Linked DNA regions of Mus musculus: region 2 is linked to region 1. A link is a contact called in public HiChIP or PLAC-seq data. All regions are on one chromosome and are shown on one strand. Each heading gives the region's core, a stretch centred on a gene start, on an enhancer-like site or on the middle of the called end of the contact. The rest is flanking DNA. Distances are from core to core; before and after follow the strand shown.

What was found. HiChIP or PLAC-seq counts read pairs in DNA pulled down with a chosen protein or histone mark.
Region 2: a contact with region 1 is called in an H3K4me3 HiChIP or PLAC-seq map of embryonic forebrain, with 2.4 times the contacts expected there. The contact joins the promoter of Aff3 here to the enhancer-like site in region 1. A contact is called at or near these places in 2 of 484 Hi-C or Micro-C datasets (embryonic cerebral cortex and nephron progenitors), 3 of 115 datasets of contacts at active chromatin or transcription factors (embryonic forebrain, embryonic stem cells and forebrain) and 2 of 9 other capture datasets (embryonic stem cells and liver).

The regions. Positions count from the first base shown.
Region 1 is chr1:38,484,941-38,492,516 of GRCm38.p6, forward strand. All of the region lies in intron 4 of Aff3 (AF4/FMR2 family, member 3), which reads right to left. It also overlaps the pseudogene Gm34727. Among named protein-coding and RNA genes, the nearest start is that of Aff3, 140 kb to the right of the region's middle. Within about 2 kb of position 4,126, at least 11 of the 459 cell types and tissues checked have an H3K27ac peak or open chromatin away from gene starts, as enhancers often do. A contact at or near this core is called in embryonic cerebral cortex and embryonic forebrain, where this site is marked.
Region 2 is chr1:38,623,980-38,631,555 of GRCm38.p6, forward strand. Aff3 (AF4/FMR2 family, member 3) reads right to left here and starts at 3,265. Exons shown (of 22, transcript NM_001290814.1): 1 at 3,110-3,265. The coding sequence starts at 3,162. It overlaps Gm34596 (a long non-coding RNA gene), which reads left to right and starts at 6,688. Exons shown (of 5, transcript XR_373334.2): 1 at 6,688-7,127.

The DNA.
Region 1 (7,576 bases), core at 2,876-5,375:
CCAAACCCATAGATGGAGATATACCCATCAAGTTAGAAGGGTATTTGCATGATACATAATTAAAATAGAAGAATCAAACTTACAAACAAATATGATGATTTAACGCTTGTTTAATTTATGTTTCTAGTCTTCATGGTAATGTGACAAGCTCACAAAATCTTTAAAACACAAGCTCTCTCTACACTAAATGAAGTCCAATTTGGAGACGGAAAACCCATACTCAAGTAATGTGCATATAAACACAAATCTGTTGTTTCTTATCATGTGGTCAGGCAAAACTACTGCACCCAGAGCCCCAGCTTCCATATTGAACAGTGAGAAAAACTGATGTTAGAATTTTAAGGAGAATTTGCTTATTATATAGTTTAACATTCCCATGTTCTGATTGCGATTATGCACTCGTCCTTACACAAGTGATAATTATCCTCAAAGTGGTTTTCACACAAAAATTACATGGCTGTGCTTGAGAGTATTGCCCAACTGCAACTCTCTAAGAGGTGTTGACAATGGCCAAGCAGTGAAAGGCAAACAGCAGAAAGACATAAAACAAATACCCGCAGGAAGGGAAAGCGTGGTAGAGACCAATTCATAATCGGTCAGTTGGTTGATTAGGAGGCACGGCTACGTAATAGTGACTTTTGATAGTCGCTGCAAGCCTAGAACTGACAGGATTCCCAGAGTAACAGAAGAGCATGAAATACCATGCTAACTGGTGTTGTCCACATAGGAGGATGTATGGGGTTGGTCAACTTGATCTTCACTCCAAACCCCTCATATCCACCTTGAAGATAACCTGCCTGTTGCCTGTTTTGCACTGCCCCGCCCCGCTTTTTCTCCTCTCACCATTTTCTTGCCCCATACACTAGTGTTTTTTTTTTTTTTTGATTTTTAAAGGAAAATAGGCGGTTTTTTTTTTAATGTGGGTACTACACAAAGTAGATTTTTTTTCCCAGTCATGAACACAAACAAGCCCCGAACTTCAAAGAGTGAATTCTACTAACAGAGCTAGCATTGTTTGTTTGACATACATTTTGCATTATATACATTTAGGGCAATTCAGAACATGATATAAGACAAATGCATTCCATAAACAATTTGCAATTCGGATAATGATAGAGAAAAGACACTGCTGGGTTGGGTGAATGGTTCAGAGGGTAAAGTGCTTGCTCACAAGCTGGCAACCTGACAGAGGTCTTTAAAACCCACAGTGGAAGAAGAGAGCTGAATCCTGGCAGTTGTCCTCTGACTGGCACATGCCTCATGACATGCATGCAACCCACACTCTATACTACATAGACACATACACACATGTACACACACAGACATACTACATATGCACACACACACATATACACAAAGACACCACAGATAGAGACAACACAGAAAAAGAGACACACACACAGGGACAAAACACATAATCATAATAGCAGTAAATAGTTAACAACATGGAAAGATTTTAAAAGGAGGTATTATTTACACTACTCTGTCTTGAGTTACACTTCTTCTGATACACAAGTATAAAAAGAAGAGGTTCAATATTGCTTTCCAATAAATGGTGACACCAATCCACCAGACCTGGAATTTCATGGAAGTGTTAAAAAGGCAATAGTGTAACACACAATACAATGTCAAGATTTTCAGCATTTAGAAATGTTTCAATTGTCACCATGGTGATGTAATAAAATGAGGGCAATAAAATATAATTAAACATTAATTACAGAAACTATCAAAAATAATTGACTTGTACAAAGCTCAGTACTCCTGTTAAAAAAGAAGCTGATGGATAATAAAATATATATCCCATCCTTTAGACATAATTATTCCAAGGCAGCAATTAAATTTATAGAAAATTGTTCAGTTTCTTCTGGATGCTTCACTGCTGTGAACTCAATGGTATTTTCAGAGAATTATACTTGTTTGACATCCTAACTGGAGGCATAGCCATAAACTCAAGTATGTGTTTTATAAATATAAATAGCTTTTTAAAAAGCCTCCTCTTAAGACTACTCTGCATTTGTTGTATTTCTGGTTCCCACAGGAAAGACTTCTGCTTTGGTTAAGAAATGCCTAAGTCCCCTATATCCATTTCTGAGCACATTTTAATAGTAAGAGAAAACAATTTTAATATAAAAATAATGTTCTGCAGAGCAAATGGAAGAGTATTTTTATTAATAATTATCATTCCAAGATTTTTACACCAGTCTGTTTCTTTAACATTTATGGAAGCAGGACTGGGTCATAAAATCATTCCACAGTCCTTATGGGAAGCATTAAGGTTTTTAAAGGGCATAAAAATCACCCCATTTGGACTTTTTTTTTTTAAAAAGCAGAGTCCAGAGAATCCTCTACATATAGGGAGTCATGAACATAAACTTTGGAGCACTGCTGCCTGAAGTGGGGGGAGACTATACATACCAGATAACTTGCTATCAAAAGTTTTAGCCAGTGGAAAATGAAAGTTTCAAGCAAAATAAATGTAAGAACATCAATTGCAAACAAAAAAGACAAGACTCATACAACGGGTTTATGTGCATACAAAGAACAGCCCTTAAAAACCACTTGCATTTCATTTTTTCCTCTATTTACATTTTTGTGCTTAAAAGTTGTTTGCAGGTTGGGAGGTCATGCTTTCAATGCCTGCTGGTGCACCCTAGTTCTGGAGAGCCCTCTTAGCCCCAAGAGTAGACCCTGGTTGCTGTAAAGCCACATGGGGTACAGCAGAGGCTGGTGGGGATTCTGATGTAATGCTTTGAGAGGTGGGGCTTCAAGATGGTAAGGATGAAGATGCTGCAGGCACCGGAGAGCATCCTTGCTGAGCACTACCGGAACCTACAGAAGAAGCCATCCTATCTGGCCCTCATCAGCTACATAAGCTCTGGGTCTATGGTGGCCATGGTCTGAGAAGTGTACAATATGCCCACATCTCAAGGGCTATGATAGAACACACTGACTCAGCAGTGGTAGCCCCTGGGACAATCAGGGGCAACTTCAGTGTTCACATCAGCAGGAATGTCATCCATGCTAGCAGAGGGAGAGCCAGCTGTGGTTTCAGGGCAGTGAACCCTTGAACTAAGCAAACAGTGGTCACCATAGCAGCTGCTACCCAGCCTGAGGGTTTGAACTACACTCAGCACATCAGGGTCCACCCATGACCAACTACCTCTGTCAACAAGAACTTAAGCCCACACCCATCCCGTCTCCCCAAGCCAGTCCCAGCTCACCCTTTGTCCAACTTCAGTCCCAGGGAGTCTAGGCTTCAACTTTGTGTGCCTTTTTGTATCCTAAGTCAGCACAATATTAGACCATATCCTTGTGTACCAAAGTGCCAGACACTTTTGCGGCATTGTCAAAGGTGACTTCGCCTACCTCAATGGAGAGACATTAAAATCATATGTTAAAAAAACAAAACAAAACAAAAAAGCTGTTTGTGAGGGGTTTATTTTACTAGATATGTTCATTATACAAAATGATGGATATCACCATATCCCCACAGGTTCATGTCATGTACTTTTTCATATTCATATGACCCTCCCCTCTCTTGTTACCCCTCCCACTGGGCTCCTTCCTCCCCCTAGACAAACAGTACCTCTTCGTGTGTGTGTGTGTGTGTGTGTGTGTGTGTGTGTGTGTGTGTGCTCAAGTGTGTAAAAATCTAGTTCATCATATTAAAGAAAGCATACAACACCTGTCTCAAAATACATTTTAAAAATACATTATTTTAATCCAAAGATACCTCCAACACAGTGAGAGGGGCAGCCAATTATGGAAAGAATCAACCTATGAATGTCTGTCAGGGAGAACTGAAGGGAGAGAGACAGGACAAAGGAAAGAGAAAATGCTAGCAAACACCAAGGCCGTCCTTTGTTGATGGAGGGGGAGCAATGAATAATGTTTCCTGAGACAGAGCTTGGCAGGTAGAAGACATGAGCCACCATAGGAAGCACCACTAACTGGGGCAGCTCTGTGACTGCACAGACACTCAGCAGAAGCCCACTGACAGGAAACCCGCTGTCTCCTAGCTCAAAGCAAACTGCAGTTTGAGCATCTGATTTGAACCGGTGCAAGTTCCCTTGGCCTGTAAAAGCTTTGCTCTTACATTAGAGGTAATGCAAATGACCTGGCAACAGTCCTTGAATGTGCCAGATTCTGACAACTCAAGATTAGAAGACTGAGGAGATTCCAGAGGCCCAGGCCCTCATCATCCATCTAGGTGCCTGACAGCACATCCAGCATCCTGAGGAAGAGGCCGTGCGTGCGTGCGTGCGTTATTCCTGTAGTGCGGCCGGTCCGTCAAAGGCAAGCTCAGCAAGGGGTTTCTGAGTGGGTCAGGAGACTGAAAAGGAAGCAAGAAACTCCCAGATAGTACAAAGCTCAGCACTGCTGCCTTGTCTGGAAGAGTGTGAGTTGTACACCTTAAGAATTCAATGGAAAAGAGGCCAACAGCAAACCGAAATATTCTAAGTACCTACTCACACACATAGAGGATAGCAGAAACATTAAGAATGGTACCCAATAAATACCAGGGCCCAGCTAGTGCCTGGACCTAAGGACCACACGCATGGACTTGCACATGTAATTGGAACAGGAGTCTATATCACAACCATTACGTACAGAGATACTTTCCTAATCATGTGGTGGGGACACAGGTTACATGTCATTATTCATATGAATTATATACTTTTATGCATTATAAAGCAGGAAGCAAGACCTCTCCTCCCAAATGTGGAAAGGTATTTGCATTATTTTTAGACAAATTTTCATTTCTTTACAAATAAGGAAAGATAGCTATCACTAGGTTGCACATGAAACAGGTAGAAGGTCAAGGGAGTGATCCAGCCTGATGTTTCTCTCCCACTCACCTCCACTGATGGCCAAATGAGGAAGTCTATGTATGTGGGAAATGCGTCAGCTCGGGAAGCTCTCGGGGCAGACTAAGACACACTCATGTTTTCAGAGGACCAAACTGACCTCACAGGTTAGAAAGATCTTGTGGCCAGTGAATTGTCAGGCCATCAAGATTTGTGGTAGATCAAAGTCGCCCAAACCACTGTGTGGGACAAGAGGCCATCCCTGTTCTGGTGGGCATTCTGATGACAGGCAGAGCGTGTGTTTCTGTAAGAAGGACAGTGGCCTCTGAACAAGCAGAAACCCTGCCAGGGACACTCAGCACTGAGCCACCTCAGCTCCGTCAAAACGAGGAGACTCAGATGGCTGTGTGGTTCCTCTCCCAAATGAGGGCCATGGCTGCTGTGCAGTCCCCTGCCTCTGTCAGAAAGGATATTTTAAAGGTCTAAGCAAATGTCAAAGGCAGATGCTGTACACAGACAGCGTTTTCTAAGTGTTCACAGTCCAAGGGAAGACAGTTAGGCAGCCCGGAAAAAGAACTGCAATTGAAAGTTATTCCCCAAAATCCCCAAAGTCCCCTGGCAATTCCACTCAATAAATATTTACTAAGCAACTTCCACGTGAACAGTCCTGTTACCAGGTATGCAGACATATGCCACATTTGATGCAAAACAGTTCCTTTCCTTAGAGAGTCTGCAATGACAGGAGGGGAAGGTCAGCAAGAATCTAGCACCCAGTAGGCCCTCAGGAGGACAAAGTACCCCAGAACTGATCCGTAGGCAGGAAAGACTGCATTTGCTAGGGAACATTTTTGATAGATGTACAGTATTTTTAAAAACCAGACATTTTTTTATTATTATTTTATTAAAGTGAAGTCAAGAAATACAAACACTCTCAAGAATGGAGCAATTAAGTAGTTAGAGTAGAAAACAAAAGACACAGAAGGGCCAATGAATGCCAAGAAAAGTCTCCTTTCGCCAGAGAAGCAGGCTATAAGAACAACAAAATGATCACACGTGTCTGATGTACTTCCAAGGTATAGCTGTATTCACAGACAAATCCGTTGATGTTAACAGAGTGCACTCCTTATGTAGTTGGGAGGCTAAGCTCACAAACAGATCTTCCTCTCAAAGCCTCCCTCTGAACAGTGGGTTGTAAGTGCTCAGTAGCACAGCATTGGCTGTTCTTACAGACATCTGCACTTACATTCTACAAACCGTGCATAAATACATACGGCTTCATTATTCGCAGTTACCCAAGACCCAGTCATGTTTCTCCCTTTCCTGTTTGTAAACAAAGTCTATTCTTGCTAACATGTGCTTATAACATGCGCTGTGGATTTTTTTGTTTTTATTTTTTATCTGGGTGTCGGAGGGGGGAGTGGTGTGTATACACACGTGGGTGCCCATATCCAAGAGTGTGCTGGAGCTCTTGGATCTTGCTGGGATTCCCATCTACAGCCCCCTCCAAGAGGAGCAAGTATTTTTAACCTCTGAGCCAACTGTCCACATCCCTGCTGGTTTGCAGTGGTACAGGGAACCAAATCACAGGGTCTCTTATTATGTACTAAAGCCAAGGTTCTGCCATGGGCTTTTCAGTTTCTACCCTTGGCATTTCAAACAGGGAATTACTACATACATACTACATATATAGTCCAGGCTAGTCTCCAACTGTCAGTCCTTAGGCCTCAGCCTCCCAGCTGCTGAGACTGGAGGTGGTGTGACCCACATGCCCACCTGTCCCACATTTCAGTCTCTGCCAATAGTCTTCCCAGTGGAGAAAACCATGGAGGGGGGTTACTGTGTATTTGTTTGCTGTTACATTCAGAGTGTCTGTAAGACAGTCCCTGGAAGGAAATAGGATCAGTATCTGTTTCACTGTTAAATAAACTTAGTTTATGGAGAGTGAGCTACTGCAACACTGTGCCCTTTGGTTCCTTGTTTATCTGCTACTGGGGAGGATCACAGCCCTGTTAAAGGAGCTCTGGCAAGGTTTTACAGTGAAGGAAAACTGAAAGTGCATCCAAAAAAAAAAAAAACCACAGTAGTGTTAATTTCTGGTTATTTACACTCCTGCAGTCATCTTCAAATGTTTAAAATTTAAATGATAAAGATAAAACAATGGTGATATAGTTGGGTCTCCAATGTGACTTTTAGGTCCAATTAGGAATATCTGCTTATACACCTTCATACACCTCCACGGTTAAAAGGGTGGAAGTCTTCCTGAGACTTCACGGAATATCACAAATTTACAGTGATTTTTACATTTCCTGAGAAAGCCATGAACACCATTTGTACCGAGTCAGGGCTATCCTGCTGGGATGACGCATTCTGTCAGCAATATGTTCCATGTGCACTTCTTACAGCAACCCAGGGGCTTTCCTCCCCATTAAAGTTGTGATGCCCACGACCTGACAACCAAGCTCGCCATCCAGGAGCCCTCAGCTTTGCTTTTTCTTGCCTTTCCCCCTAGACCTACACAGAGGGATCCTCCCAGAGCGCAGGGTCTTGGGGCAGCAAGCAAAGGTTTCAGATGAGGCCGGAAAGGAAGACCTAAGAGGAAGGCCCTCCTTCCAGTCCAACAAACCGAGGAGACCTGGCTCCAGACTTGGCTAGCCTGTCACACTTAGACCTGGCAGTTTTCCTTCTAGCTTCTTGGTGTACCTGCCAAAGCCATGACCCATTTTGACAGTGCCTTGTTGTAGGTGTGGTTCCCATGCTAAGGTCCTGTT
Region 2 (7,576 bases), core at 2,015-4,514, 140 kb after region 1:
TTATATCTCCTTTCATGAGATAATTAACAGGCACCACTCCTAACTCATGGCATTTGGTTTTCAGATTTTTTTTTTAAATCAATACCATTTAAGGTTCTGACCTTCTCTTTTAATATTTTGACACAACCTTAACTTGCAGATGTCAGGGTCTTGCTTGGTAATTCCTGCAAAGCCGCTCTTCATCGGCTGGAAGACATCTGCGGGGCTCTAGAAAATGCATAGCCCTGATATCAGAAAGCGGACCTCGAAGCTAATTCTTCATTGAGGCAGAGCTGTATAAACTCAGACAAGCTACCTGATCACCTATCCTCAATTTTCCTCTCTGTAAAAATCAGACCAACAACAGTACGTACATGGTAAGTTTCTTGTTGGGGAATAAATGACCTAGGACATATAATGGCCATGCCTCTGACAAGTATGTAGCAAATATTAGACTTAAAATACCTGCTGTCATTTTTGGTCTTGGCACAGTTACAGATTAAAACTCGTATTTTCTTATCTATAAAATGAGAGTACTGTCATTTACTTTTGAGATGTTATCAGATTCAAACAAGAAGATAACAGATATAGGAATATCAGACATATAGAAAGTAATCAAGTATGCCAGGCATGAAGGACCCATGCCTGGTATCCCGGAACTTAGTAGACTGAGGCAGGATAATTACCTTGAGTGTGAAACTTGCACACCAAGACTTTCTTTCAAAAACAAACAAGAGCTGGAGAAAGAGAGGAGCGAACGAGCGGGAGGGAGGGGGAGAAGGAGAGAGAGACAGAGAGAGAGAGACTACATGTTTTTGATCATGCATGAGCTTGAAACTGAACTGTAAACATAAAAGTCTTTAGCAAATCCTAAAATTGAGTTAGAAATGTCATGCAAAAATTGGTCCATAACTAAGAGAATGTCTGACATATTTGAAATGCAAACCCAAGTTTTTTGGTTTATCTTTAACTTTACCTAAAGATAACCTTTTGTAAATGTAAATTCTATATCCACAAAATAAGAAACATTCTCTTAAGCCAAACTGTTCTACTATACTGTAATCAAGAAATCTAACATGCTTTCTTAAGCCAAGAAACTATATATTGCTTACAAATCTGATTGAGTGTGCAATGGCTTAAAAAAAAATGCTTTCCAGCTGTGGTGGCGCAATGTCCTCAATGCACTAGTGAAACAGGTAAAATCTATGTGGTCTGAGGCCAGCCCAGTCTACAAAGCAAGTTTCAGGCCAGCCTGGACTATGTTGAGAGATATGGTCAAATAAATAAATAAATAAATAAATAAATAAATAGGATATTAAAAATTTAAAGACAATTCAGCAGGCATTCTTTGACAGTATTCAAGATAATTTACTGGGAACTGAAGACACACCTTGAGCCCTTGCCAAAAAGGCCTACACATTACCACTGATAATCTCAAAATACAACTTATAAAAACCATACAGGAGTTCAATTTGAACCAGAAAGTGGATAAGTAGCATAAACATGCGTCCAAAAAATAAGTTCTCCCCTTTAACTACAAGCCTGCCTAGATTTTAAAAAGCAAAAGTCATTTTTAAAAGGCAGTTGTTATCTGGGAAGCTATTGAATTTGTGCCAGAAACCAATATTTCAAAAGGTAAACCTGTAAAATAATAGGTATCTGTAAATGAAAGACTGGAATAACCCCAGGAGCAGCAACACAGTAATTAGCAACTTTTATAGAGTAATAACATGTTCCATATTCTCTCTACACTAGCTCTTTGAAGTTGCCAGTGTAATATATACAAGTTTTATTACATTGGAGCCCATCCTTGTGTGTTTTATAGGTGCTAGCATTATGCAGAGCAAGCTGTAGTCACCGTCGGATCTTCTATAAGAAACTGCCCGATAATTCGTGAGCTCTGTGTCTAGTTTATTTTGTTACACCTGTCTTTAAGAAAATAAAGTCACTTTGAGCCTAAGTCACTATGGAGATTCACATGCCCACATGCCATCGAGGTATGTGTCATAAATCATAAAGCAGTTTAGCTTTAAAATTGTGCATCGCATATTCATGTGCACACCACTTGCAGTTTTTGACACATGTGAACTCTTTACTGAATTAAAAAGGGAACTGCTCAGCTCTACAATCAGCGATTACCAGAGGCAGAACAGAAAGCAGTTAATATGCTTGTTCCAGCAGATGTTCATCCCCGTAAATATTAAACATAACACAAGTTCCTCCAGGAATATACAAGCAGTAATTTTACCACCTGAATAGGGCTGGTTGGAAACATTTAAGGGGTGGGGGCAATGTGAGGGATGCTGAAGCAGCCAATGGGATTTTTCAGACAACCGCAACTAGAATTAAATTGCATCTACCTGTGATTTACCTATAGCAGCTCTCCCTAATGCGAGATTAGCGAGAACTGGAACCCCAAGTGCATTCCAGGCTGCCAGCTTTGAGCTTGACAAAAAGAGTGAGGAGTTCAGCCATGGGCATGTGTGAAGAAAGGGTGCAAAGGAACCGAGAACCTCCGGGAAATGAGTCTCCCTGGGCCAAGGCCTCCGGAATTCGGGCACCAAGACACACTGGCCTCCTGCCTAGGGTGCTCACTTTTCCATCTCCAGTGGGAGTGAGGTAGGACAGAGGAAGGATGCAAACGCCAAGCAGGGAGCAGGCAGGGCGCAAGGCTAGAGAGCATCCTCTCCGGGCACTTCGTAGAGGTACCAACTCTAGGGGGTCACAGGGGTGGTGAGCCTGAGGCTCTCCGGGAGCTGGAGGGGAGCACAATCCGAAGGAAGGGAGCTGAGAGGGGCTGCGAGATGAGGGGTGGGCTCTCAGGCATCAGTGACACGTTCTAAAAATCGGTTCTCTTCCCCTCCACCGCTGCGCTCCTCCAGTGGCAGCCAGACCCCGGCCCCCTGAGCTAGCGCAGGCAAGCACCGAGGGGAGAGAACGGAACCGGAGACCGACGAATTCACGGGGAGGCGGCCGAGCATCCAGCCCGCCAAGGCTGGAAGGAGCCGGCCAGCGAGGCGGGTGTCCCCGAGCCACCCCACCCCCACGGCGGCCGGGCACCCGGAGTCCCGGCCCAGGTGAGGGCAGGCGGGGCCAGCGCGGCTCCCCAGCGGCCAGCACCGGGACTCACCACAGCGACTCGAGGTCCCATTCCTGGAGCAGGGCTAAGTCGAAGCTGTCCATGGTGGGAGGTGTCAGCGCCGCCGCCGCCGTGTCCGCCGCCGCCGCTGTGTCCGCCGCCGCCGTGTCCGCCGCCGCCGCTGCCGAGCCTCGGGCCGCCCGCGCGCTGCAACGAGAGGCGCCCGCTAAGGTGCATCCCGGCCGCGCCCGAGCCGCCGCCGCCCGCCTGCCCGCCTGCCCGCCAGTCACCCTCCCCCGGCTCTCAGTGCCCGGCACCCCCGCGGCCCCTGCTTCCCGGGCCCGCCCGGCGCACTCACCCGCTCGCCGGCTCGCGCGCAGCCACACTCGCCGAGAGCCGCGAGCTCGCTCTCTCGCCGCGCCGCCGCCCCCTCCCGGCCTGCGCCCGCCCCTCCGCCCCTCCCTCGCGGCGGCCCGGCCCGCTGCAGCCGCCGGCGCGGTGCTCTGCGCCCGCCCGCTCGCCCGCCCGCCTCTTTCTCCTCCGGGAGGCGCGTGTGCGCGGGCGAGGCCGAGGCGCGCGCGCGCGTCCTGAGCCCCGCGCCGCGCCCGCCCCGCGCGCCCCTGCGCTCCCCGCGCTCCCCGCTCTCCCCGTGCGGCTGCTCGGGGTCCCGCGCCCTTTCTCGGGCCGGACTGCCGGCTCGCCCTCCTCACCCGCGCCCCTCCATCTCTCCAGACCCTCAGTGGCCCCGAGGGTTGCGGGGGACGTCCTCTGAGCCAAAGGGAGCGGCGCAGCGGCGCCGAGGGCAGGGGGATGCCGTGCCGAGCCGAGGCCGGCCTGCAGCAAAGCAGACCCCTGCCTCTCGCCCTCGCCCCGTGTCCAGCTGGGACTTTCTGGTCCTCCGCAAATTAAGGGGAACCCGCAGGGCGCTGCGGCTGGAGGTGTGCACTCTTGAAGATCTGGGGTGGGCGCTAGGAAGGAAAAGCCCTGGGCGCCCCAGGCGCGGTGAGAGTTAACAGTGCAGCCCACGGCAGCGCTGAAAACAAATCGTTTCAAATATCTGGAGCCAGTAACTTAAGTGAAATAAAGAGGAGGCGGGAAGGAAGCGTCTTCCAAGACCTGCTTTCAGCTGCAGTTTAGCCTGGGGGCTGGGAGGACGAGGGGTATCCCACTAGCCCTCAGCTGCCCAGTCCCTGGAAACCAGTCTCCTTTCTTTTTATTTCATACTGGAAAGGCCTCTCTGGGTTTCCACTACAAACTTCCCGCCGCCTCCTCTCCTGTCTAGAGAGTGGCAGATTGTCAGCTGGAAAGATGATAGAGTACCACTGTGGCTTGTAAAAAAAATAAAACCCTTGCTATTATTACTCCCTTGGTTTGAGAGACTGCTCCCCCCTCGCTCATTATTATATACACTCTGAGAGTGGGGACTGGAGGCGTAGAGCTGGTCTATCCTTCCATCTCTGGGCTTCTGCCCTCAAAATTGAGGATCCCATGCTGGCCCCGGGGGTGGTGCATGGGGTTCCCCTCTCCCATGCTCTTGGCCCCAGTTCCTGGAGCCCTGTTCAGGATTCCCCAGGATTCCTGGAGAGAGCAGCACCGAGCAAAGCTCACCACTTACACCAAACCCCGCATGCCCTAAGGGAGGCCTTTGCAGTGTATCGGCCTTTGTTCCTTTTCTAGACAAGAAGAGCCACCATGTGAGGCCGCCAAAAATTTAGCCCCTTTGGTAGAAATCCTAGGAGCAACCCCTTTTTTTATTTCACCCACCTCTGAAGGAGAACTAACGAAGTCGTGGGCGCAGGTAGATAAACTGCCAAAAAGCCAACTAGAGTTCTATGCTCTCGGAAACAGAACTGCAAAGCTCTCGGGCCCCCATCCTTTTCTTCCCCCAGCTTTGGAATAGTTCCCTATTAGCATCCATAACTAATGTGAAAATATCAATCGCTAAGTGAAGGCAGAGTCTGCATCAAATCCGCTGTAGAAACTGACTGGTTATTTTTACAAACTAACAACTTCGCTGCTTGAAACACCACCCCGGCCCCTTTAGTTGAAGGCTACAAAAGAACAAAGGAAATATGGACAAAGTACAGGTGTGAAGGGCTGGGATCCAAAATCTTGGTCTACAGTGTATCTGGAGAGAAGGAGGGGGGAAATGTGCCTTACAGATACCTACTTAGCATAAACCCTCTTGGAAATGTTTGCTCTGGCAAAAGTGAGCTATAGACATCACATGGAGACAGCCTTCCCAGGAACAAAGGCTGGGGGTGGAGGGTGGAGGAGAGAGAGAGAGGGGAACAGCCCCTGCCTGGAAGAACTGCAAGTTCCAAGGCCTGAACAAGAAATGTGTCCTGTTCCTTGGGCTCCTGGCTGCAGCTGGGAGTCTTCTCCAGAAAGGAGACCTCCCGCCCCTCCCAGGGATCTGGCTTCCCGTCCCTTCCCTTCCCACCACATCTGTTTATACAAAAGAAGCTGCTGAAGAACAAACAGAACCGTGTTTACTGCGGGTCCCATGCCGAGCGAGCCTGAGGCTCGGACACAGATTCAAGCCTCCTCCTCTTAGTGGCTGAAGATAAATGGGTCCCAGAAAAGGAGAAAGAGCAAAAGGAGTTAGGCTTGGGGAGGGAAAGGTTATTTGTAAAAGGTCTCCCTAAAAGAGCTATGAAGGGATGGACAGATGTATATTTAAGTGTCGGCTCTGGGTCCTCACGTTTACATTTAAGTGTACTTGAGCCGGAAGTCATTTCACTGTGGGTAATTTTTTTTTTAAACGTTTCTTCACAAATAATGTATTTTCTGTTTGGGGTCTTTAACTCGAGGACGGATGCATTAGTATTTTATTTCTGGTGGATGTTTCTGTGAATAGAGCCCACTTGGAGAGTGAAGGCATTGGAAGAAACCCAAAATGTTGTTGTAGATACTGTCTTTGCCTAAGCTGTGATTGAAATAAACTGAAAATGAATAGATTTCACTGGTGAGATGTAGAGGAGTTAATGAGACTCTTCAATCTAAGAACTTATTATTTATATTTTATATTTTAACTTGTTAACTTATATTTTATATTTTATGGCTGTTCCCATTATAGAGTCATTGGTGTATGAGCCGAATCCAGCACTGAGACAAGTCAAAATTTCAACATTAGTAAAAAAAAGAAGAGGAAGAAGAAGGGGAGGAAGAAGAAGAGAAGGACAGAGGGAAGGAAAGGGGGAAGGGAGAGAGAATGTGAGGTGCTGGTACTCTCTAGAATTAGAAAAGGGGTTGGTTTGTTGAGTTTTTGTTGTTGTGCTTGGGTTTTGGTTTTGGTGACTTTTTGTTTTGTTTGGAGATGGGGGGTTGTTTGTTTTTGCTAGGGTTTTGTTTTCTGTAAAGGAACAAGAGATTGCCCAGATAGATAGATAGATAGATAGATAGATAGATAGATAGATAGATAGATACATACATACATACATACATACATACATACATACATACACAAATACATAAATAGATACATAGAGATAAATACATAGATACATACATACACACAAATACATAAATAGATACATAGAGATAAATACATAGATAAATAGATACATAGAGATAAATACATAGATAAATAGATACATAGAGATAAATACATAGATAGATAGATGAGAGAGAGATGTGAAAGAGAGAGAGAGAGAGAGAGAGAGAGAGAGAGAGAGAGAGAGGGGTTTCCCAGTGAAGCAGTAGCTTCGGAACACACAGAAGATCCGAGGGCCTTTTCTGCTGAGGGAGAAGCAACTTGTGCTACTGAGAGCTGAATGGAACCGCCCAGTTCAGGAGAGGGCCACTGAGGAAGGAAGGTAGCGAAAGCGGGACTGCCTGGCCTCCCTGGGGGCCTGGCTAGTTGGTTGGCTGGTTTGTGCTAAATCCACAAAATGAAGGAAGGAAGAAGTGGCTCCTGCTTAACAGGGTATGCGCATGTGCTTCAGCAAGGACCTCGTCCTCAATATGCTCTCCTGGGATGAGAAGCCTCTTGTGTGCACCCAGAAGCAAATCCACAGCATCTCCCATCTCCATCAACTAATTCCCAAGACATGGCTGGAACTCAGAGGTAGTTTTGAGGAACCAGTAGAATCTTTCTCAATCTCTCTCTCCCTCTCCCTGCCCCTCCCACTCCTCCTCTATTCTCTAGATAAGAGCTAGCTCTGTGGATGACCTGCCTGGAAGCTCTCTCAACCTCTCCTCCCTCTTCTCTACCATCTTTTCTTACAACACCTTTCTTTCTAGTTCCAGGGAAGCCGGCAGATAACTCAGTCAGCTTCTCTTTCCAGAGGCTTCCAGGGTTTTTTGAAACTATCTAGGGTTTGCCAATAAACCCTCCATGCTTTTTGCTTGCAAATGAGATGTTAATATGTCAACCCCCAGGACAGCAAGGATTTTCAAATCTACCCAGGAGCTCCAGTGTCCTCTTTCCCTCACTCTTCACAGGTAGCACACAGTGGATCTAGCCTGGGATCCAAGGTACCTTTCTCATTTTTCCCCCTCATTCTCCAGGTCCTG